Linked DNA regions of Sus scrofa: region 2 is linked to region 1. A link is a contact called in public Hi-C data. All regions are on one chromosome and are shown on one strand. The core of a region is the stretch at or near the end of the contact, and the rest is flanking DNA. Distances in the headings are between cores, read along the strand shown.

Region 1 (5,845 bases), core at 3,080-5,579:
TAGTCACAGAGGAAATGATAACCATTCCCAACGATGAGACAGATCTTGATTTAAGTTACCCTTTGCATTTTGGGGTTCAGAGCACCGTTCTTTTTTTTCTTTTTAGGGCCCACTTGCGGCGTATGGAAGTTCCCAGGCTAGGGGTCGAATCAGAGCTGTAGCCCCCAGCCTACACCACAGCCACAGCAACACCATATCTTAACCCACTGAGTGAGGCCAGGGTTCAAACCCACATCCTCCTGAATCCTAGTTGGGTTTGTTAACCACTGAGCCACGAAGGGGACTCCCAGCACCCTTCTCACACATGCTCCAGCTGTGAACACGACAGCTGCTGTCCCGTAATAAAATATCAAAATAGCATGTCTTCCATTGTTCAGTTTTGGAGACCGATGTCAGATTCCCAAAAGGAAGTTTGGGAATCTGTCAGGCTATCCAAATTACTAAATGGATAAAAATATGGCTCACCAAGTTGGACACAGTAGTTTGCTATGCTGTCAGAGGAAGTATTTTCTGCGGTGACTACAGAGTTCCACCTTTGTACTATTGTTTTAGGGAGCCCAGCATCCCTCTACTATCTGTCCTCTCATGGCCCATCTTTTTTTTTTTTTTTTTTTGTCTTTTGTCTTTTGTGTTTTTTTTCAGGGCCGCACCCGCGGCAAATGGAAGTTCCCAGGTTAAATGTGGAATTGGAGCTGCAGGTGCCAGCATGTGCCACAGCCACAGCAACGCCAGATCCAATCCCCGCCTGCGACCTCCACCGCAGCTCACAGCCACACCAGATCCTTAACCCACTGAGTGCAGTCAGGGATCTAACTCGCATCCTCATGGCTACTAGTCAGGTTTGTTATCACTGAGCCACCATGGGAACTCCTGTCATGGCCCATCTTGAGTGTCTTTTTTCTTTTCCCTGACCAAAGGTACAGAGACTATTAAAACTGACTCTGGGAGTTCCTGTCCTGGCTCAGTGGTTAACAAACCCAACTAGGAACCATGACATTGCAGGTTCGATCCCTGGCCTTGCTCGGTGTGTTAAGGATTCGGCATTACTGTGAGTTGTGAAAGGTCACAGACTTGGCTCGGATCCTGCATTGCTATGGCTGTGGCGTAGGCCGGCGGCTACAGTTCTGCTTAGACCCCTGGCCTGGGAACCTCCATATGCCACGGGTGTGGCCCTAGAATAGACCAAAAAAAAAAAAAAAAAAAAAAAAAGACCTTCAAAAAACTGACTCTAACACTTCAAAGTGTATAGATTTCATTTGAAACATGGAAATGTTTATTTTTATTATTTACTGATTTTTATTTCAGTATGGTTGTTTTACAATATCACATTAGTTTCACATGTAGAACAGTGATTCAATACTTTTATAGAGTATACTGCATTTACAGTTGTTATAGAGGTTTCCTTGTGGCACAGTGAGTTAAGGCTCTGGCATTACACACAATGGCTATATTTCCCTGTGCTGTACGATTTATCCTAGTTGCTGATCTATTTTATTTTTTTTCTTTTTGGCTACACCCGCAGGATGGGGAAGTTCCTGGGCCAATGATCAAATTCCAGCTACAGCAGTGACCCCAGCCTCTAGTGATAACACCAAATCCTTAACTCACTGCACCCCAAAGGAATGTCACTATTTTATTAATAGTGAAACAGAGCAAGACCCTGTGGGGCCTTCCCAAGGACGGACACCTCCAACTGCTTTGTCCCCTGACTTTTTATAGAGAAGCATTAGCCTCCTAGGTCTTCTCCCAGTTCCAAAGAGCAAAAAGGCACAAGTGAGAAAATGCAGAAGCAAAAGAAAGCAGTAAGACAACTTAGTAATAGTTTTGGCCAAAGACAAAGCTAAAGACATTTCTTTTCAAAGCTAAAGACATTTAGTTCTTCCTCAAAGCCTCAGCCATATCCTTTAATTGTTGCAGATGCTAAAGGTGCATGCTGGGAGTTTCTGTTGCAGCTTAGCTGTAATGAACCCAGCTAGTGTCCATGAGAACTAGAGAGTTCAATCCCTTGCCTCTCCTAGTGGGTTGAGGGTCTGGCATTCCTGCAAGCTTTGGCACAGGTCAAACACACAGCTCAGATCTCGGTTGCTGTGGCTGTGGCATGGGCCAACAGCTGCCACTCCAATTCGACCCCTGGCCTGGGAACTTCCATATGCCATGGGTGTGCGGTAAGGGCCCTCCCAGAACAAAGGGAAGGAAATGTGACATAACCAGCGTCTGTGTCTGCATGCGTAACTCTGCAGCAGCAAGACATAATCACTGTCCATGTGCAACTCTGTAGCATAGACCATCCAACCAGAATTTACAGAATGCATGTTACCTTATAAGGGGGACAAAGGAACCAAAGTGTCAAAGAAAAAATAACAGAGGGTATATCAGACAGAACCCCACTGTGTTCAGGACTCAGCCTTTGGATGTGAATCCAACTGAGCCAGTGTGGGCACAAATAAACCCTGTTCCCTGGCAAAAAGCCTTGGTGTCCTGTCTCTGTATGAGATTCCTACAACAGGTGCTGCCCTACAAAGAGAGAGAGGAGGAAAAAAAAAAGCTGCATGCAGATAACTAGCATTTATACCCCAGACTGGAGTCAGAAAACTGATAGTTGAGAATCTCAAAGTATCATCCTGTTATCTCATCATCAATCAGAGAATTTTGCACAAGCTGATCACCCATCCTGCCACCTGGTCTTTAAAAATCGTCTCTTGAGGAGTTCCCTTGTGGCTTGTGCTGCTGCAGCGGGATTAAGGGTCTGCTGTTGTCAATGCTGTAGCTTAATTCACTACTGTGGTGCAGGTTTGATCCATGGTCCAGGATGATGAGGGTGTGGCCAAAAAAAAAAAAAAGAAAGAAAGAAAGAAAAAAGAAAAAGGAAGGAAGGAAGAAAATCCTTCCTTGAAAGCCACTCTGGGGAGTTCAAGTCTTTTGATTTTTTTTTTTTTTTCCGTTTTAGGGCCAAACCCACAGTACATGGAGGTTCCCAGGCTAGGGGTTGAATTGGAACTGTAGCCAGTGGCCTACACTACAGCCACAGCAATGCCAGATCCAAGCCGCGGTGACGACCTACACTATAGCTCAAAGCAACGCTAGATCCTTAACCCACTGATTGAGGCCAGGGATGGAAACTGCATGCTCATGAATATTGGTCATATTTGTTTCGTGGCAACTTGAAGGGAACTCCGAGTTCATGTCTTTTGAGTATGAGCTGCCTAGTCTCCTTACTCGGTGTCTTTTTTTTTTTTTTATAGGAAAGTAGGATTTATTGTTGAGCGTTAAGGAGGGGACAATGCCACCAAGGATCTCATGAGTGCAGGGCCTGGAATTTGCCCCGGGGGGCTGCGATTAGGGATGTATTTGACCCCACAGAGATTTTCTGCCACCATATTTTCAAATTCATCTGCATTGGCTTAGTAAATACCCACTCCTTAGAGATGTGGATCTTTTGGTGGCCAGGGAACTTGAACTTGGCTCTGCACAGTGCCTCAATCACATGCTCCTTATGCTGCAGCTTGATGTGGATGGACATTATGACTTGGCCAATGTGGACTCTGGCCACCGTGCCCTGGGGCTTTCCAAAGGCACTGTGCATGCCTGTCTGGAGCCTAGATTGGGACAGCATGCCAGTCATGAATGTCCATTGGAAAGGGCTGTCCCCAAGATCCCTTAGGGCAACCTGTACAGGCAACAGGCTGAATACACTACCAAGGAGGCTGTTTTTTGCAGCCTTTGCACACCGGGGCCTCATAGAGAAAAGAGCACGGTTGGCTTAATTGGCTGCCCTTACTCGGTGTCTTCACCATGATAGATTGGATTTGCTGAGTCAGGTGTTCCAACCCAATTTTGGTTTGTTAAGAACAGTAGTTTGTATTTCTTAATCTCATACCCGTGTCATACCTCCTACTATGAAGTCTTCATTAGCTTCTCCTACCAATGGCCACATATTGTTTCTCAATCACTAGGTATGATATGTGCGTTTGGATGTGTGTCCTCTGGAGCATCCAAAAAGATATGTTTGGTCTCAGGGAGCACGATGAACTTCACAGAGTGTGAACTAAACCTCTCAAACAAGGTTGAACATCTGCAGGCAGCACAACAGTCCCTCAGAAAACTGAACTCTGCGCCTTTAAGAATGGACAATTTCCCCTTCTAAATCCTGGGCCCGGGAGACTCCATTTCCCAGCGCCTCTCGCGGGTCCAAGATTATTGCATAGTGGCCCTGTGGGAGCGCCGTAGCCCTGGCGTGAGAACTACGTGGCCCAGAGTGCTCGGCGTCGATCGGCAGCCTCACTGAGCCAATGAAGGCTCAGAATAGAGGCGATTCCGTGCGTGTCACTCGCGTGGGCGGGACTTCCGGCGTCCTCCTCCGGGCGGTCATTTTGGCTGCTCGGGTGTGTTCATCCCTACAGAAGTTCGGGAGCGCTGAGTCGGGGCGGCCAGCACAGGACCGAGGAAGGGTCAGAGGCGTCTTTGTTCCAGCTGCACAAAGGCGAGTGTGAGGCTCGGCCGCGGCGTCGCGCGAGATGATACGCACCCGGGCCGGTTTAAGGACCGCCGGCCCTCTTCCTGCCCCGTTCCGTCCACAGGCCTGGATGGCGGCGGCCGCGCCGATGGACCCGGTTCAGGTAAGCGTGTCCTGCCGGCCCTCACCCCAGGAAACGCTAAAGCCCCGAGTGTTCTCGTTCCCGCAGCCAAGGCCTCGGTGTCCAGGACGGTTCGGCGTTTCTGACAGCGGCTGCGAATAAATGTAACCCTTGAGTTTTCCTGTTTAACTTCACTACCGGGAGTGTGATTAGATGTGCGAGAGGGTTACGGGCCCAGGAACCAGCATGTGCCAAGGCTCGGAGTTGGGACTGAGCCGTGAGAACTCGGAAAACCTGGGGTCCGCTGTGCCCGGCTGGGGAAAAGTTTGAGGCGGAGTCTCGCCTGGACTAGCCGGCTGAGGGTACTACTTATGTTCCCAGGACTCTTGAGAGCTATGGAGAATTTTTAAACCAAGGAAGCACGCGAACTGCAGTAAGTTTTTAAGTTTTCCAAAGGTTCTGTAACGGAGGAACAGACTGAAGGAGGGGAATGAAGACGTTGGGGCACAGGAGGTTGGATCTTTGTTTAGGTACCCAGAGCTGGTAAGGTGAGACATGGAGGCACAGGAGGTAGACATCCAGCCCTAGTTCACTAGGCTCACGGGCCAGGCATGGGTACCCAGGGGCCTGAGGCCGTTGAAACGCGGTGTGAATATATGGTTGTCACTATCCGTCATCTGTCTCTCAAAACGTGGCTGCGGAAGTGCTTATGGAACCTGCATAGGTATGTGTTGGGTGTTTCCTGCTCTTACTGTTCCCTACCCTCACCCACATACTCTCTGTATTATGGTGTCCTGGAATTTTTTACATTTCATTCCTCTAGACCTTCGATCTGGGGACTCTGCAGAAACCTCAAGCCCAGGGGCTCGGGTCAGTACCAAGGATTATATGGAGGTATTTCCATTTCTGGCACCTGATGTAGACAAGTGTGGAAAGTTTATCCCAGTACCAGGGAGGGAAAAATGCTCAGAGGTAAAGCTCAGCTGGAATCATTAAGGTCTTCTTTCTTGTAAGAGCAAAGGAGCAGGAGGACGTGACTCAGAACTGGAATGGCAGCCTGAGAAGTTGCGTATCCATTCTGGAGTTGATGGGAAGTTTAGATCAGAGGAGGGGAATGATCTTACCTAGGTCTCAACAGGCTCCATCGGGTTGCAGAGTGGAGAAGAGATGGTAAGGCTGAGGGAAGAGGAGGGAAAACTGGGGTGGAGGTTTTTACAGTAGTCCACTTAAGGGCTCATGGGACAGAGTGGTGGCTCAGAAGTGGCTGCATT
Region 2 (6,191 bases), core at 735-3,234, 150 kb before region 1:
TCTCAATTCCTCCTAGGTCTCCTCAGCTACCTCTTGTCCATTCATCCCATGGAAGCCTTGGCTGCCTGCCAGGTCAACCTCTCCCACACCATTCCCACTGTCACTTCTCCCCCAATGCCCAGTAAACCCAACCAGGCACACAGCAAGAGAACCACTCCTTAGAGCACACCCCAGTCTTTCTGACCTACCAATAGCACTGCCACTAGACCCTCATTCCCCTCCTAAATGTGGATCCACAGGTTCACCCTGACCCACCCAGTAGCCATCACCTTTGAAAGTCTCCATCCTGAAGGCCTTCCTCAGTTTTCCAGAGCTGCCTGTCCTGCTGCCCATTTGTTGTCTACACTCTTCTCGGAAACATCTCAGACTCTTAACAGACCCCAAACAAACACGATATGTCTAAGGAAAATTAACCTGCTACTAACATCTCCATCCAGTTGATGGGTCTTCCATTCCTTCATTCACTAGGACCAAAAACCTGAGGGTTGTCCCTCACTACTTCCTTTCTCTTATTACCAGCAACACCCACACCTTGGCTTGGCTCATCTCCAAAAATGGATCCAGAATCTAACCACTTCTTTAAAAAAATTTTTTTATTATAACTTAGAGTATTGTGTCAATTTCTGCTGTGCAGCAAAGTGACCCAGTCATACATTCATACATATATATATATTCTTTTTCTCACATCATCTTCCATCATGTTCTACCCCAAGAGATTGGACATAGTTCCCTGTGCTGTATAGTAGGAGAATTCAACCACTTCTTGCACGTTCTATTTGATCAACATTCACCCAAGCTACTTGCAATTACATTTTCCTATGTTTCCTGACTCTTCCCTTACCCCATAGTTTGTTCTCTTCCCTGCAAGCCAGAGGGAGCCTGTTGAGGGGCTGGGTAAGACCACATCCCAACTGCAATCCAAGCCTCAAATCCCTGTGTGATAGGTGACCAACTTTTCATGCAGCAACACTGCAGGCCTGACTCTGGCCCCGCTGCATCTTGCTCCTAGCAGAAAGGAGAATCGCTATACCCCTGTCCCGGCTCAACCCGACCTCCAAGTCTTTGCACCTGCGGGTCCCCCAACCTATAACCTTTCCCACGCGACATCACACTGTCCATCAGAAATAGGGCCCCATCCACGACCGCTTCGTTTTTCTGGACACTGGGGTCTGTGCTGCAGGCACGGGAGCAGGCGCCCCGCACTCGGGGCTTCAGTGTCTGTTGGGGTGAGGGCGGGGAAGGCCTGAGGACGAGTATTTACCTGAGGCGGGTCCCACAGCACCGTCGCCGCCATCGGGCTCTGTGGGCGGAGCTGAGCCGGGAGCAGCGGGAGAGGAGGGGCGCGGGCACCGCAGTCGGTATCCCACGCGGGTGTGGGACGCTCCGGGCGGCGTCGCAGAACCTCAGACCCGCCTCTTTGCCGCCCGAGCTGTGCCTCCTCTCGGACTTTAAAGGCCTCGTCACCTCTTACCGGCACCGGTACCCGAAGCCTTTGAATTGTGAAAAAGCTCGAGCATATTCAAAATGACGCCCACAACGTGGATGCCGGAAGTCCCGCCCTGACGCTGTTGGCTCACACGGAAACGCAACTTCAGTTAACCTAATTGGCTGATCGACTCAGCCACCCATCGCACAGCCTTCTGGGTAATGTATTTTCCCCAGATCTGCACGCGTAGTCCACGATGTTCCATCTCAGATAACCTGGAGAAAAGGGGACGCTGTACCTGGAGGGTTGCTGGGAACGCTATTCCAAAGACTGAGGAGGGGCGTGGCTTCTTCCTAAAGAGGGTGCGCTCAGATGTTTGAGGACTGTTATCTGTAACTAATGACCCAAGTGTTTGGACATAGCATTTCAGACTCTTTGAAGCTCTCAGCGTGTTCTCAAGATCTAAAAGAGGACCTTCTGGAGTTCCCGTCGTGGCACAGTGATTAACGAATCCGACTAGGAACCATGAGGTTGCGGGTTTGGTCCCTGGCCTTGCCCAGTGGGTTGGGGATCCGGCGTTGCCGTGAGCTGTGGTGTAGGTCGCATTCGCGGCTCAGATCCCGCGTTGCTGTGGCTTTGGCGTAGGCTGGTGGCTACAGCTCCGATTTGACCCCTAGCCTGGGAACCTACATATGCTGCGGGAGCGGACCTAGAAAAGTCAAAAAGACAAAAATAAATAAATAAATAAACAAACAAACAAACGAGTACCTTCTGAGATGCCCTCAAATCCGTCAACCCAAATGTACATACCATTGAAGAATCATTTAGACACATAACGAAGCCATTGGAAATTGCAGCTAATAAACAATACTGTCTGAGTATGTTTGGTAAAGACAAATAAAAACCTCAGAAAATGTAGTGATAATGAAAATCGAAGAAGGCTGTTGGGCCACCTTGAAGGAGTACAAAGATGGGTCTCTGACAATACATTGTTCAATACATTGAGCAAAACGTTTATCAACTTTAGTATATCATACTTCTATCCTGACATATATTCAATTCCTTTCTGAATCTGACCTCAATCTCAAAACAAGAACAGCAAAACAAATGGCATTTTTGTATGAGACAATGGCTGCAGTGTTTTGCAGTACTCCATCATTATTTTTCATTTTATGTTTGGTCTTATTTAATCTACCCCATGCATTTCAGTATACCATTTTATCCATAGTCTCAGACGTCCTATATTTTAATGTATAAACTCTCCAAAATGTCTTTCTAAAATGTAAGGATTCTGGGACTTCCCGTTGTGGTGCAGCTGAAATGAATCCAACAAGGAACCATGAGGTTGCGGTTTCGATCCCTGGCCTCATTCGGTGGGTTCAGGATCTGCCATTGCAGTGACCGGTGGTATGGGTCTCAGATGTGGCTCGGATCTGGCGTTGCTGTGGCTGTGGTGTAGGCCAGCAGCTGTAGCTCCTATTGGACCCCTAGCCTGGGAACCTCCATATGTTGTGAGTGTGGCCCTAAAAAGGAAATAATAATAAAAATAATAACAATTATTATTATTATTTTATTATGGGGAGTTCCCGTTGTGGCTCAGTGGTAAAAAACCCGACTAGTATCCATGAGGGTGTGGATTTGATCCCTGGCCTCGCTCAGTGGGTTAAGGATTCGACATTGCCATTACCTGTGGTGTAGGTCTCAGATGCAGCTCAGAACCAGTGTTGCTGTGGCTGTGGCGTAGGCCAGCAGCTGTAGCTCCTATTGGACCCCTACCATAGGACCCACCATATGCCGCAGGAGCAGACCTAGAAAGCAAAAATAAATAATAAATAGTAGGCTCAGAAGGAAATCAAGAAAGGCATCCTGGATTCAAAGCCATCATTTTGTGCCTGAATGCATATGAAATGAGTACACGCTGTCTCATTGCCTTGGTTCTCCAAACTATAATGAACATGAATTCAATGCCACTTTAATCTGCTTTAAGTGGTCAATTTATTTATTTTATATATATATATATATATATATTTTTTTTTTGTCTCTTGTCTTTTTAGGGCAGCACCCACGGCATATGGAGGTTCCCAGGCTAGGGGTCAAGTCAGAGCTGTAGTTACTGGCCTACACCACAGCCACAGCAATGCCAGATCCTTATTAAACCAATAAGCAAGGCCAGGGATCAAACCCGAGTCCTCATGGACACTAGTGGGGTTTGTTAACCACTGAGCCATGATGGGAACTTATATATGGGAACTCAATTTATAATGCTGCATTAAGGAAAAGCCTGTGAAAATGTATGTTTCCAGGTAAACTGTGATGAATTAGCCCAAAGAAGTCTTTGTAGAAAATGTCCTTGTAGGAACCATGAAGACATTTTAGGATATTGTGGGAATTCTCTATTCTATCTCAGATAAAAAGGAGACTGAGGGATCTTCAGCATAGATTACAAAAGGACCATTCCTTTATCTCCATTTATTAACGTTCATGATATCTATTCTAAGGCGTATGTGTTTAACCATAATAACAATTCAAACAGGTATTTTTTTTTAATGGCAAACATTATTCTTTGTACATTCACTTAAGGAAAATATACTACTGAGTGTCGGCTCGGAAAACCTGTCAAGTTGAAAAACACTTCTTCTCTAAAGCTAATCCTCAGAGAGAGACCAGATATGAATATAAGTGCTAGAGGAAATGAAGAGCACATAAAATTGTTTCCGGGAACAAGACTGCCAATGTCCTACAACTGACTGAATGTATTCACAGACCCTATATAAACCTGGATGTCTGAATATTCATTTCCCTTGGGGCACTTACATTAAAATTACTTTCTTGGAGGTCCCATGGTGGCACAGTGGTTAACGAATCTGACTAGGAACCATGAGGTTGCGGGTTTGATTCCTGGCCTTGCTCAGTGGGTTAAGGATTTGGTGTTGCAGTGAGCTGTAGTGTAGATCGCAGAAGCACCTCGGATCCTGAGTTGGTGTGGCTGTGGCTGTGGCGTAGGCTGGCAGCTGTAGCTCCAATTGGACCCCTAGCCTGGGAACCTCCATATGCCGCAGGAGGGCTTAGAAAAGACAAAAAGACAGAAAAAAATTACTTTGTTGATATTCCTATTGTTTTTCCCAAAGCAGCATCGTTTATCTATTTATTTATTTATTTATTTAAAATTTATTTTTAGGCTTTAGGTTTATGTTTATTTTTTTCTATTATAGTTGATTTATACTACATTATAAATTTCCCATTTTAAGCAGATAAAAGTGGTGGTAAATTCATGTTAATTACAGTTTGGAGAACCCAGATGATGAGACAAAATGTACCCTTTTTGCATGAATATAGGCACAAAAGATTATAAGGCTCTTTCCTTTCTTCCAGAAAGATGGTGACATCTGCCTTAGTGCTGCAAAGCTATAATCCTCAGGGAGAAAGAGGCCACTACAAAAAGGATTGGAGGGAAAATTAAAAGATGTTGAAATGGGAAGATAAACTTCAAAAATAGCACAGTGTCCCTGGGAATGATGTTTAGTCACTTATGATTAAGCATGATAATGTGAGAAAACAAGAATATATACATGTATGTGTAACTGGGTCACCATGCTGTACAGTAGAAAAAAATTGTATTGGGGAAATAACAATTAAAATAAATAAATAAATGTGGGTGAAAATAGCACAGTGTAGCTGCCCATTTCCTTGGGAACATGTACCAGAAACTCAGGCATTTACTGAGGAGGTGCCCAGGCAATTCAGAGTGGCAGAAAATTAGTAACAATAGATTCTCATAACGAAAGAAGAGGGAAAGGGGTAGGGCACAACCTTTAAAAGAATGACATAGTCCTTGAGGCTATGACAAAAATTGATCAGAACCAACTCAGTCCAAGAAGACAGAAGATTCAAATCCCAGTTGATCTGGATTCTCATTATGCACTGATTCTAATACATTAGCATGCTAAACGACATGCCCACAGTCACCAAGACAGTTCCAAGTTCCAAGGCTGACTATAAAATGCCAAAAAGTGGGTGGCCGCCAAATTCCTGGAAATCCCTGCCCCTTCTCCCAAATAGCTGGAATAATCCCCCCTCCCCATCAGCTTATGGGATTTACCCAACCATTAAAAACAAACCACCCCATGTTCTGGGGCCTCTTATATTCTGAGATGGCTCATAATCTGAGGAGTATTTTTCCCAGGGCTGCTTACACACCTTTTGAGAGAACCCACACTTTGTCTCACAGTAAATCTACCTTTTTTTTGGGGGGGGGGTGTCTGCCCCTTGGCATATAGTGTTCCCAGGCCAGGGATCAGATGATAGCTGCAGTTTCTACCTATGACAGAGCTGCAGCAATGCTGGATCTTTAACCCACTGTGCTGGGGATCAAACCTGTGTCCCAGTGCTCCAGAGATGCCACTGATCTTGTTGTGTCACAGCAGGAAACCCATCAATAAATTTACTTCTTACCTGTCACTTTGCCTCTCCATGAATTCCTTCTGTGCTGAGACATATCCTGAACTTCAGTAAGTTCTAAGACCAGATATAAGATTTTTCTTTTTTTTTTTTTTTGTCTTTTTGCCTTTCCTATAACAGCTTCCCATGGCATATGGAAGTTCCCAGGCTAGGGGTCCAGTTGGAGCTGTAGCCACCGGCCTATGCCAGAGCCACAGCAATTCGAGATCTGAGCCGCGTCTGTGATCCACATTACAGCTCATGGCAACGCCAGATTCTTAACCCACTGAGCAAGGCCAGGGATTGAACCCGAAATCTCATGGTTCCT

Evidence for each region. Hi-C and Micro-C count contacts between places; a contact is called where the count stands out from the background.
Region 2: a contact with region 1 is called in a Hi-C map of skeletal muscle, with 5 times the contacts expected there. The contact joins the promoter of LOC100516085 here to the promoter of LOC100514656 in region 1. A contact is called at or near these places in 3 of 47 Hi-C or Micro-C datasets (heart right ventricle and skeletal muscle) and 1 of 2 datasets of contacts at active chromatin or transcription factors (alveolar macrophages).

The regions. Positions count from the first base shown.
Region 1 is chr6:62,415,584-62,421,428 of Sscrofa11.1, reverse strand. LOC100514656 (zinc finger protein 551) reads left to right here and starts at 4,329. Exons shown (of 5, transcript XM_021095151.1): 1 at 4,329-4,616.
Region 2 is chr6:62,565,439-62,571,629 of Sscrofa11.1, reverse strand. It overlaps LOC100516085 (zinc finger protein 256), which reads right to left and starts at 1,984. Exons shown (of 3, transcript XM_013998882.2): 1 at 1,262-1,984. The coding sequence starts at 1,294.